Regions from separate parts of the Rattus norvegicus genome. Here all the other regions are linked to region 1. A link is a contact called in public Hi-C data. All regions are on one chromosome and are shown on one strand. Each heading gives the region's core, a stretch centred on a gene start, on an enhancer-like site or on the middle of the called end of the contact. The rest is flanking DNA. Distances are from core to core; before and after follow the strand shown. Region 1 has its middle 24 kb from the start of Lpp. Region 2 has its middle 24 kb from the start of Tprg1. Region 3 overlaps LOC102554451 (a long non-coding RNA gene).

Evidence for each region. Hi-C and Micro-C count contacts between places; a contact is called where the count stands out from the background.
Region 2: a contact with region 1 is called in a Hi-C map of the A7r5 cell line, with 4 times the contacts expected there. The contact joins two enhancer-like sites. A contact is called at or near these places in 2 of 12 Hi-C or Micro-C datasets (the A7r5 cell line and the Rat2 cell line).
Region 3: a contact with region 1 is called in a Hi-C map of the A7r5 cell line, with 7 times the contacts expected there. The contact joins two enhancer-like sites. A contact is called at or near these places in 4 of 12 Hi-C or Micro-C datasets (the A7r5 cell line, the Rat2 cell line, liver and 1 more).

What each region holds. Positions count from the first base shown.
Region 1 is chr11:89,826,839-89,830,871 of GRCr8, reverse strand. It overlaps a transcript of Lpp not described here. Among named protein-coding and RNA genes, the nearest start is that of Lpp, 24 kb to the right of the region's middle. Within about 2 kb of position 2,096, at least 11 of the 93 cell types and tissues checked have an H3K27ac peak or open chromatin away from gene starts, as enhancers often do. A contact at or near this core is called in the A7r5 cell line, where this site is marked.
Region 2 is chr11:88,976,292-88,980,324 of GRCr8, reverse strand. No RefSeq gene overlaps it. Among named protein-coding and RNA genes, the nearest start is that of Tprg1, 24 kb to the right of the region's middle. Within about 2 kb of position 1,919, at least 14 of the 93 cell types and tissues checked have an H3K27ac peak or open chromatin away from gene starts, as enhancers often do. A contact at or near this core is called in the A7r5 cell line, where this site is marked.
Region 3 is chr11:89,213,397-89,217,429 of GRCr8, reverse strand. The region is part of intron 1 of LOC102554451 (a long non-coding RNA gene); the gene reads left to right. Among named protein-coding and RNA genes, the nearest start is that of Tprg1, 260 kb to the right of the region's middle. Within about 2 kb of position 2,124, at least 6 of the 93 cell types and tissues checked have an H3K27ac peak or open chromatin away from gene starts, as enhancers often do. A contact at or near this core is called in the A7r5 cell line, where this site is marked.

The DNA of each region.
Region 1 (4,033 bases), core at 847-3,346:
CTCAGGGTTTGAAGGGAGCTTTTTCCACCTTCTCTTCATTCCATTGGTTTCTTTTCTTTCTTTTTTTTTTTAAATAAGATTTTATACACTTCACACTGATATTGCTAATCATCCACCCTGTTGAATTGTGTCCTAGTGGGCATGGTATTTCTACTTCTAAAACCTGTTTTCTTTCTTTTTTTTCATTAGAATAATTATTCTTCCTGCTCAAACCATTCTAAGTTTTATATGATTTTTGGTATGTTGAGATACCTAAAATACTGTTTTAAATGGAGTAAAAATTTCAGGGATATTTCAAATAATCTTTTTTTTGCTTCTGAAGTGCAGTTTCCAAAACTTGAAAGCTGATATTACTTGAAGAAGTACCTGTGCCGTGCAGGAAGGCGAGTGTTCAACACAGGCTCTGATTCTCTACCCAGTCCCTTTCTTTGGGATGAACTTTCCTCCCTAGCATTTACGTTTCCAACAACCCTCATTTGTAAACGCAGACGCATGACTGACTGTGCCCGTGCACACACACCCATAGACAGATGCATACAGCTGTGAAGGTTCTGTCACTAGTTAGCAGCCTGAACCTGGGAGAGTGGGACCTAAAAATGGAGCCGACTAAAGTCTTCTGCCATAGCCAACTTTATTTAGAGCACCTGACGATTTTTATATGCAGAGGGTTAAGTGGAATCACTTGAATTAAATATGCAATAAAAAGGAAACATTTTCCCATAGAGGTGCAGAAATTAACAACAGCTGAGGTAAACTCCCTCCTATCCCCTTACCCCAGGAAGAACACAGAAACACAATCTGTATTTTGAAGAAACCGAGTTCACAAGACTTTTGTCTTGTTTTCTTGGAGTTTTCTCACAAAGCCTCAGGAATCTAGCCTCACACATTCGTGGCCTGTTTCCACAGTGAACAGAAGCCTCTGACATTTTCTAACCTCCCCACCTTTCCCTTCAAATCTGCTTCTCATCCCTTTAGGAGAGCATAAGAAAACAAATAAAAAAAAAAAACATTGATTATTTCCTTTCTAAGTTTAGGGTGTGAATCACTTTTCCCTGCCCTCTGTATTTCTGTGAATGTTTCCTAGATGTACTCAGTGGGCTCCCAGTAAAGACAAACAGCCCAGAAAGCAGATTGCATTCATACGCACAGCCTGAGTTCTGTGACCCAGACATTGGAACTCAGTGCCTAATATGGTAATAAGAGGAGCAGGAGAGGGAGCTGAGGAGGATGCCAGACATGTGGCACATTGCTAAGAAATGTACGTGCACCACGGAAGACACAGGGCCCTCCTTGATTTCCACGTTGTGTAGAACATGAACTGTGAAGTCCTGAGAAAGAAGCCAGTGTCCCAGGCATCTGCCACAGGGAACAGTTTATTTTCCCTTTGCTCTTCAGACATGAGTTGGTTTAATTCAGTTAGCGTTCACGTCAGTGCTAGCATGGGATGAGAACTAAGAAATCATTCTTACAGCCAGCAGACATAGGTTTTCTGCCCAGTTCGACTGCCGTTCAACCGTGAAGTACACTTTCTTACTGGCATGCCTCTTTCAGTGGTAAAGTGGCAAGGCTGGATGCAGTGATCTCCAAGACATCGACTGTATCTGTTGGCATTCGTTCTAATTTTGCCCCAGATAATTTCATTTCCTGTGGAATTCCCCAAACAAAGCATTTTCTAATTCTTCCAGATACTTTCTGTGACTTGAACTAAAAAGAAAAAAATAAATAACTGGTCTTGCATTTTGCATTGTGATTTCCTTAATTATGTTTGGGCACACTGTTACCTTTGCTTAGCAGGTCTTTTCTTGATCCTGGGCACATTATGTCCTTCTTGCACCTTCTTCTAACTCCTCCCCCCATTCTTTTATTGCTGGACAAGCAATGAGTGTAGGGAGGCATTTAGTAGATGTCCTAGGTTTACACTAATTAAATGCAGCCTTTCCATGGTCTTGTCCAGTCTCGGCAGCTATTAGACATTCAGCCTGCTTTTTGGGAGAAGTGGGGACAGCAGAAGGCCGGTCCCACTGCTTCCCTACACTCTACGGGATGGAACTGGGCATGAGATTGTTTCCCAGACAGGAACTGGATGAGTCACTGGGCTGTCAGAGATGTTAGAGAAGATCGAAATGAATGGACTTGTGAACCCTGGCCCTCTAGTTGTCTGTGGTCATCTGCTTGTGGGACAGCGAAAGGCTTTGAATACTTCTTGTCTTTATGGGTTCTTCAATCTGTTGTCCCCAAGTGCTGTAGTCGTTACAAGCATCTGTGACTTACTCTTTTGGTAGAAGGCCTTGCGCTTCCTAGGTAAGCGCTCTACCACTGAGCTAAATCCCCAGCCCCGACTTACTCTTTTGGTAGAAGGCTGTAGTCGTAGTTGACCTCTCCCCATTCCCAAGCTCCCAGGAGATAAGTGATGAAGAACAGACACAGATGAAGGAAGGTCTTGACAGATTTCCAGCCTGTGGTTTATTCTGTATCAATGGCAGCATGCAGTTTGTCTATCCTGAATAACTGTGGAAAGTTACTGCTCTGAGAAAGCCACAGGGGCTTAGGAGTCCCCTTTTCCTTGCTGAGGACCCTGCAGGAATTACATTTCCCTGTCACAGTCTAGGCTGGGCTATAGAGCAGCCACCTGGGCCCAGGAGGAAGGGGAGGACAGAGATGAGGCTGTAAAAGCAAGGGGATTGCTCTGGAGAGATTGGGAGACACGAGGTCGGTATTCTGGGGAAGCCGTGTCAGCGCTCACTCTGAGTCACGCTTCATTCTTTAGGATGCTCGTTTCTCTGTCTGGCTAGTAGAAATGTGATCAGCCCCTGAAAGTCTCTTCTAGCCCCAGAGCGTACAGATCAGTTTCTTTGTGTTTCATGTTGTCCCCTCGTGCTCAGCAAATACCAAGTGGGTCGATTGGCACCAAGTTGCCATTATGCTCGATAACACTAAACAGAGCCTGAACAGAGCCATGCCTTTGTGTTGTGTGCTATCTGTAATATCAAGATCACATTCTTCAGCCCAGCATCTGACCCCCCTTCTTCATGTAGTTCCAGCTGATGGTGTTAGTGGAGGGCAACCGTTTGCTTGCCTGGGTGGCACCGTCTTTAGGTTGACCTGAGCGTGAGCACTCTGTGCTGTAGAATGTGAAAGAAGGAGGAAACTGGACACTGTGCATGGTTGCTTCTGGTCAGGGCCAGAACCGAAGGGTAAAGAGCAAGCACGATTTCTGGGATTCTCTAGCAGGCTCTACAAATAGCTCAGAGGGAGACGTAGGGACACCGAGACCAGCGCATCTTCTGCTTCAGCAAAAGCATAAATTTTAATGGTTACAAATGCTTGGTGCTATTATGAGGAAACCACAGGAAAGACCAGTCATATAAACAGTAATAATTTATTGACCATGACTAATCCTTTGGGGAGTATGATATATGACGTAGGCTTATAAGTGCTTTACAGCGGACAGTCCACATTCAGTAATTCACCAGACCTCCATACCATCTCCATAGGATGGCTGGCTTAGGAGTGCCTCCTTCATTTTACTAATGACCACAGTGAGGCTCAAAGAGGGCGGTTGGGTATCATGTGGTGAGAAGGTGGCAGGACACAGAGTATTTGTGTTTTGAGGCTGGTACCTTTACTTGTATTTAAGGCTTAGCTTTCCTTACAAAGCAGGGTGAGGACATACTCTGCTGTGCCTGTACACTGCTGTGTACAGACCAGAGGGCGGTAGGGATGCTATTTAATTGGTCTTGAATCCTGTGATGTTTGGTGACTAGTTCTGTGATTAGCAGTGTCAGTCAGTTTCCATTCTCAGCTGAACTATACCAGGCCCCCTGATGGACAGCAGCACTAAGGAGTCCTGCCTGCCTACACTTATTTGGGGCAGCGACGAACTAATCATTCTCCAACTTTTATTTTGTGCCAGGCTTTGGGCTCCTTGCTGATATTCCGAAGTGAACCACAAACCAAGGCCTGGAAAGGACCTGATAATTTATGTGATGTAAACCTGTGGCTCTGGCTGGCCTTGAATTTGCAGAATCTCTAG
Region 2 (4,033 bases), core at 670-3,169, 850 kb after region 1:
GTTCATGTATGTCAGGTATGGAATATTGTTTTTCTTTTTTTTTCTTTTTTTTTTTTGGTTCTTTTTTTCGGAGCTGGGGACCGAACCCAGGGCCTTGTGCTTCCTAGGTAAGCGCTCTACCACTGAGCCAAATCCCCAGCCCCGAATATTGGTTTTCTTAATAAACACGTGTAGCTCAAATCTGCCATGAGATCCCAGCTGGGGGAGAAGGAGCTGTCAGGCTACCAGAGCTCATGAGGAACACTTGTGGCTGTTTTCCACTTCCCAGCAGGTGAGTATTCTGAGAAGACAGCTCAAGGTTAAAGTATGGTGCCAAGGCTAAAGGTATGAGCCATCATGATGCATTCTCAAAAGACAATGCTACTGGGTGGACTCATTCCCAGGAAGGCCAAGGTTAGTTCGTGACAGCCTTGCAGGGCCCTCTGAGGAACACCAGGGAGTTTCACTCTCTCCTGGTTGACTTCTGAATCTGTGTGCATCAGGCTAGTGCATTCTCCCACGGAATAATAACTATTGTGGGCAGATCTCCATAGCCCAAGAGCTCACTGAGGGCAGAGACGATGCTGTCAATGTTGTATCTTCTTTACCTGGTTTTATCTTGTTACAGCCTAGGAACTGAGTAAGTCTTAGTGAAGAAAGGGCTCTACACGGATCTCCCTGAAAGAATGGGTTCTGGTATGATTTATGGAGAGATTTGGAATCTTTACATTTTTCTGTATCAGCTAAATATAACATCAGGATTTACTTTTCGGGAGCTGTCTCCTCGCTTCTACTTCTGCAGATTCGAATGCTAATGATAACTGCTAACACTTATTCTGTGCATTGCACACTGGTACTCTCAACACTTGCCTGTCTTACAGTCTAAGCTGCTTTTATAGAAAAGGAAGCTTGGATTGGCGGAGGCAATGTAACCCAACCACGAAAAGGGGGTCAGGATGTGACTGGGTCAGAATTTGATTCCTGGTCTATTTGACATAAGCATTATACCCACTCCATGATGCGTGAAACGTTCTTTCACGGAGGGTACTTTTACAGAAACTCAGTTCCAGGGAAGACACCTAGAGTCCCTTAGAACTGAAGGAGGTGTGCTTATTTAAGAGAAGTTAGTCTTTGTGGAATCTTACCGAAATATTAGGCTTCATCCTTGAATATGATGTTTGCTCTAATAGTGGTTTTTTAAAAAGCACATAGTTTTCTTAGTTTGGTTCCTGTTGCTGGGATTTTAAAGACCAACTTGGGGTGCGGGGAGGAAGCTTATTTGCTTTATGTATCCAAGTCACAGTCCATCGAATGGGTGCAAGGTAGGAACTCAACACAGGAAGCTGCAAGCAGGAGCTAAAGCAGAAGCCATGGATAAGGGCTGCTGGCTCACTCAGCCTGATTTCTTGTGCAAGCAGGACCAGCAGCCTAGGGAAAGATTCCCTAGAGGGAGCTGGATCCATCCACATCAGCCATCAATTAAGAAAACCCTTCCCAGGCTTGTCTCCAGATCAGTCTGTTGGAGGCACTTTCTCAACTGGGGTCCCTTCTCAGGTGACTCCATTAATGTCAAGTTGCCAAAAAATAACCAGGACAATAGGATTGGGGCACATCCAGTGGAGCTGGACCGTCAAGAATTATGGCAAGAGTAATAGCCACTTTCTCTTGTTTACCATATTCTGGTTATCATGCCAATAGGCAATAGAGGGTTGAGAAGAGTGCAAGCCAGCAATGACAGAGGAATGAGGAAGGGAAACTCTCATGCCCTTTACTTTAGGGCTGAGAGATCTTGCTGGTTTGGCCATCACTCCAGAGCCCCTTGGCTTCTGGGGCTCTTCAGAGACCAGCATACACAAAGAAGCCAGGGATTCTGGCTCTAGGCTGCCTCTCAGTTGAAGCTTTGGGCCGTCTCACTGATGAGTATTGGGCTCACCAAGGAAGCCGGCAAATCCCCAGGGAAGACACTGGCTTCACAGTATTACACATGCACAGGGAATTGCTGGTGCTTTCCATGAAAGCCTTGGATTGTTATCAATGGCAGGGCCCATCAATGAATCATTTATGGTGAAAGTGTATCTATACACAGAAGAATATTATTTGGCTATTATAATTTGTTGACTTCTTAACTTTGCAATATTGTGATTGAGTCTGGAGGGCATAGCTAAGGGAAACAAGACAGGCCCAGAAAGAAAAATACCACAAGGATGACCTCACCCATTTGAGAAATCAAAACAAGCTGATGTCATAGGTGCAGACTGGGAAAGTGGTAATCAGACAGTGCGGGGAGGAGAGGGGGCGAAGGAGGGGAGAGCCCGGCCCATGCCTAACTAGGTAAAAGGAAGATCGTTTGGCCCTCTAAAGCACAACTGTATGACTATAGCAAATATTGCTGTACGGATATACAAATACCGATCAGAAAAAGAAAAATCAGAATGCTGCTCTCACATTAAAGAAATTATCCCGGCTGAGGTAATTAGATATGCTAAAATTCCACACTGATTATTACACAAAGTATTCTTATATCTAACCCATACAGCCCCTAAAAAATGTACACCAATAATACATGTCAAGTAAAACTATAACGTTTAGAAGAAAAGTAAGCAACGGATACTCGGCTGACTTTTGTCTACTGCTTGTCCTCCGGCAGATGGGTGTGGGCAGGAAGCTCTGGGACTTCAACAGATGCTGACCATCAGTGGGTGTTGGTGACCATTCCTTCTAGTCACTGAGAATATGGTCACCTTGTCCTTGTGAAGATCAAACTGAAAAATCTAAGTTCCTGCCTCATGGACTACGTTTGCGTCTAAGGAGCAGAGCCGACAGAAAACAGAGACTAAAATGGCCACCTGTTATTCGGGGTGTGTGTGAATGTGACTAGCCAGTCAAAGGTTTCTTTCTGTCTTCAGCAATGTGTTTGTCTGTCTGCAAGGTCAGAGATGAAAGGCAATTTGTTACAAACCCTTCTTCTTCATGATGGGTCAGAGACAAAATGTCCACCTACTGCCATCTGGTGGTCATCATTTGTCACTGCAGTTTAAATTAGCCTCTTCACTTAGAGAAGGATCAGTTATGAAGGAGACAATGAAAAAAACATGGTTCCTGTCCTTGAGGGACTCACGGTCCAATGGAATTAATTGTCATGCTAGCATTTTAAGTAGAATATGCAAGGTTTTATGTAGAAGCAGCATGGCAAAGAACACCTTTGAGTTGAGTCTTGCAGTATCCCTTGTAGGTACCACTGTGACAAAAAGGAGACTTGTTCTAAATAGGGAGAGCGTCCCCTTGTTTGGCTAGCACCTGACTTGTTGGTAAGGAGTATGGGAAAGAGAGGACAAGAAAGAGCTGAGGTAAAGACAATAGCAGACCCCAGGAGCCTTGAAATGCCTAACCAAGGAGGCAGGTCGACTCCAGTTCATTAAGTCAGGAAATAATGGGGTCAGATTTTGCTGATAAAAGGCAGAACTCCAGTGCCTACACACCAGCTTTCCAAATCTTCATCAGTGGCAGCCATTATTTGAAGCAGACAGAAACATTGTGGTTATGATTGAAGACAGAGTTTTTAGGTCAAAAGTCATCCCAACACCGTGTCCCACATGAGTGGTACATACCAATACTCAATCAAATGGCTCAACAGAGCCACATTTGATAAGCCCTGATGAATGAGGGGAATTCTGACCTTATATGATCAACCGCTTTGTGGTTTTAGAGTTCACTGAATCCTGTGCAGCCTACAATAGAATACTTATAAATCAGTTCTGAGCCGTAATTCCCTTTTTCTAGACCTGTTCTAGATATTTCATTTCATTGCCATCCCTATTTTATTGGTCAGTTTCCAAACATGACCTAGATCCTCCAGCCCTAGTTTCTAGTTTTATTGTGTGAGAGGAAGGTGAAGATTAGCCATCTCTCTAGTCTCTTTAAGCATCTTTTGTCTGCTACCTCGTGTATCAACTCTCATTCTGTATCTGCAAACGTACATGTCACCCTCCAACCCGCAGATCGTCCGATACAGTCCTGAGAAACAAAGTCTCGCTTCTCACCGCGGCATTCGTTC
Region 3 (4,033 bases), core at 875-3,374, 610 kb after region 1:
TTCAAAGGCCCAGCAGTCCAGCAGGGCCAAGTCTGTGAAGATGTTACCCGCCGTCCTTCCCTACCGCACAGCCTTAGACCCATTTTATCCCCTGGGTTGCAAGGAAATAATAAGGGACGGGTAAGGTTGGAGGTGGGGCGAAAAAGAAAGTTCTAGTTTAGTCCTTGGGCACTCTTCTGCTCCTCCCCTTTCTGCCTGCTACTCCTCCTTCTTCTACCCTTCCCCTCCTTCCAGAGAGCAGGCTGGAAGGCTTGTTGTGCTCCACATAGAGCCTGGCTGAAGGGAGCTCCTCTCAGCCGCCAATCCTTTCTCTGTTCTGAACTGTGCACCCTTCCCAAACTACCTCACCAGTAGGTCTAAAGGACCAAAGGAGAATGTCCTTCTTTGATTCTGTGACCTTCAGGCCTCTGCAAGCCCCAAAGTCCAAAGGAACTCTGGACTTATGTACAAGTCCTGGAAAGCAAGCAGAGAAAGCGTCTCACAAAGGCGAAGGATCAAAATGGGAGACCCACTAAACACCACCTTCAGTGTTCTGGCCAGATTGGACTGCCAAAATGGTGCTCCCTGTGAATGTCCAAACCCCTTTCTCAGGTGGCTAGAGTGAGAGAGTGCTTGGTAGTGAAACTGGAAGTGGTGTCTTCCTCAAGTCCTTGAGTGACAGAGAAGACTACTTACCTGTCAGAGACTAACCGTGGCTGGTCACAAAGCAAACCCAGGGGAGATTTGACTTGGTGAACCATACTTACAAACAGAAGTCAGCTTGTCTACTGCAGTGTTTGGTCCAACCATGCTCAGGGCACCCTTGTTATTCTTGCCTCAGTCTACGGCAGCCCTATGGGATTGACTGCCTTTCCCTGAGCATCCCACAGAGGCTAATTTTGGGCTTGATGACCTCTGCCTCACTTCCTACTGCTATGCATTCAACTCCTCTGTGGCCATGAAATCTCAGCTTGGGTGCCCACACCTCTCTCATGCTGCTGCCTTCTTTCAGTTTTTCAGAGAGACTCATAACATCTCCAGATAGCCAGCCCCTTTGCGCCTGTGCTAACTCTCTTACATGGGAGTTGCTGCTCCATGGGTAGAGATCATTCCTTGTCAATATCAACACCAATGGCAAAAGCCATCCAGCACCTGTCCTTCCTGATTTACCTTCTTTGTTTAGGCCTTTTATAAACACACACACACAGACACACAGACACACAGACACACAGACACAGACACACACACACACACACACACACACACACACACACACGGTTTCTCTGTGTAGTCTTGGTTGCTCTGGAACTTGCTCTGTAGACCAGGCTGGCTTCTGACTCAGGGATCTGCCTGCTTCTGCCACCTGAGTGATGGTTTAAAAGGTGTGTGGCACCACAGCCTGGAATCACGAAAAGCTTCCTCTGTCACCCTAAAATGTCTGACTTGGGTCGCATATTATGTAGTCTCCTTACTGAGGGCCTTTATGTGAGTGTCTGGCTTGGAAAAGTGGTAGTTGCCTTGAGGGATGTCCTGGGGCTGGCCAACCTTACTGGTCTCACAAGTCTTCTGGGGGTGGGGGTGGGGCTTCCTTTATCCTCCTCTTCCTCCCTCCCTCGGGGCAGCCTGCAGGAAGAGCCTCAATCACTTTCCTTTTGGCAAGTTTTCCCAGGATTTCTTCACAGTCCAACTCCACAAAAGTAGTTCACCACAGCCCTTCTTACACTTCTCAGACCTACACAGGAAAACTGTCACTAGGTGTTAAAAAATATGTCTTAGACACCAGAGAAGAGCACCACCTGTTTAGGGACAAGTCCCCCCTTCCAACTTCAGCTGGACTTTGGCAAATATTGGCCTTGCCCAATATTTTTCAGAATTCTCATTACAGGATGCCCAAGAACCTCCCATTTTGGGGAGCTCAGAGCTCCTAGTAAAATATGTGAACATTTCAGGTTCTTTTCAGAATTTAGAAAAGACCACATCCCTTGCTGTTTGCATCACAATAAACAACTTAATCAGAATCGAACTGGTGCAAGAAGCACGAAGCTGCAGAAGATATTAAAAGGTTGGAAAGAACAGTAGGCCCGGCCTTGCTAATGCCAACCCCCGTCCGGTGTTAGGGTGCCTGGGCCATCTCAACTGACTCACTGCTTGCTGGAGATGAATCATACTCCCTTTCTGTGTGTAAGGTCTCACTTCCTTCACCCCCTCTCCAATAAAACGGGCATGTTTATTATTCCTACCACGCGGGAGGGATGGGGAGTTTTAAGAGTCCTTAATAATTACACAAAAATATTATTAAAGTAAAAATTAGCTGCAAATATGTTTTTTACTTTCTGGTGAGGCACAGAGATGGGGGAGGTGTGGGTGGTTCCCTTAGGATGTTTCCATGGCTTCTGGATGCCTGGTTCACTGACAACAGCACCCTAGGAACTGGAAATGGGTATGGGCGTCAGCCTTCTTGAAGTGTTGGGAGTGTATGTCTGCTTGAGTCAGGGCAAGGATCTGAGGAGATAAGAAGCCCGAATTCAAGAAGACAGTGGTCAGAGTGTAGAGGACTTCAGTGCTAGGTCGGGCCAGGAAGCTATTTCTGAGGGCTATGAGATGTCAACACTTGCATTGAACTGGGCTGTGGCAGTTCAGTGAGCTCTTGGCTGTTGGGTGGAGGGCAGCAATCGACTGCAGCAACTTTGATCCAACAGAGCTTCGCTTTCCCTCTCTTTGAATATGAGGGATAGTTCCCTGGCAGATCTACCATGCTATAATTATGCAGTGGAGACCAGAGGGAAACAACGTATGTGTGCACTCCCACATGCGCGCGCGTGTGTGTGTGTGTGTGTGTGTGTGTGTGTGTGGTGTTCATGAGTGTTTGGACAGAGAGGTGGGAAGGAGGTAACTGACTTGTTAGGCACAAAACCAACTCCAGAACCTTGTTCTCTGGGAAGGAAGCCTCACCCAGCTCAACATCTTAGCCAGGTCTAGTTGAAAAAACAGTCCCTGGGTATCTGGAGCACAAAGATCTTTATCTAATTCACAGAGTAGTACATCTGCACCCCAGGGCCGGGTCATTGACCTCTGTCTAGACTTGTCTGCCATCGACTTCCTACTCCATCTGAGACACTTGCATTTGACAAGACAGCCATGCCTCCTTTCTAACCAGTCCTTCCCTAGCTTCATATCCTGCATTGAAGTCCTAGGAAGCCTTAGAGTTGTGTGTGGCTTGGAACTTAGAACTGAGCCTTGGAAGTCCAGTTTGGTATACGTTAAGGTTTGCTGTCAAGTCCGATGTAGGAAGTTATTGTAATGGTGTTATCAAAGTTACCTAAGGACCTTTAGGTAAAGATTTGTGTCCTGGAAATGTTCTCTTTGCCCTTGGGTTTGAGGACGTATACGTGTATACCTGCTTGATAGTTGGCATCAAAACGCTCTCGCTTTCGATACTGTTGTTTCAAGAAGGCTTACATACACACAAGCAAATGAGTGAGTAGAGGTTAGCTGGTGCAACATCAATGAGGCAAGTGAAGAATTCTGTGAGTTTAAGGCTGTTGAACTGACGGAAACCACCCTAAGTCCTCAGTGGAAAGAGAAGACCCATCGATTCCTATTTCACAGCTCGATGGTGGATACCAACTTCCACTGAAATCATTAACTCATTTTTCCCTGTATTTGATAGGCTGTTTTGGCGAGAAGTAGCTCACGAAACCAAGGTCAAGCAGGAAAGCTTACCTAAACAGTTCCCTTTAGGTCATGGGGATGGTGAGTGACGAGGTGACAGGTGACAGAGTGGGAGGTACATTTTTAGCCTATGTTCCAGGTCATCCTACTGATTGCTGTATGACCTTGAGATCTGCAGCCGACGTGTACTGAACCCTTATGGGTAGGAGTCAAGTTCTGAAGTGTCTCCTGGTCCCTGCATTCTGCTCTTAGAAATGTCAACACTACTGCCAACTGACTGTTGACGTTCAGTCCTTCTATCTTGGAGACTACAAACAAGCTAAGAAATGCTGCTGGTAAGGACCAAAGTGTGAGAAGACATCGAAGTGGGATGTGTTGAAGT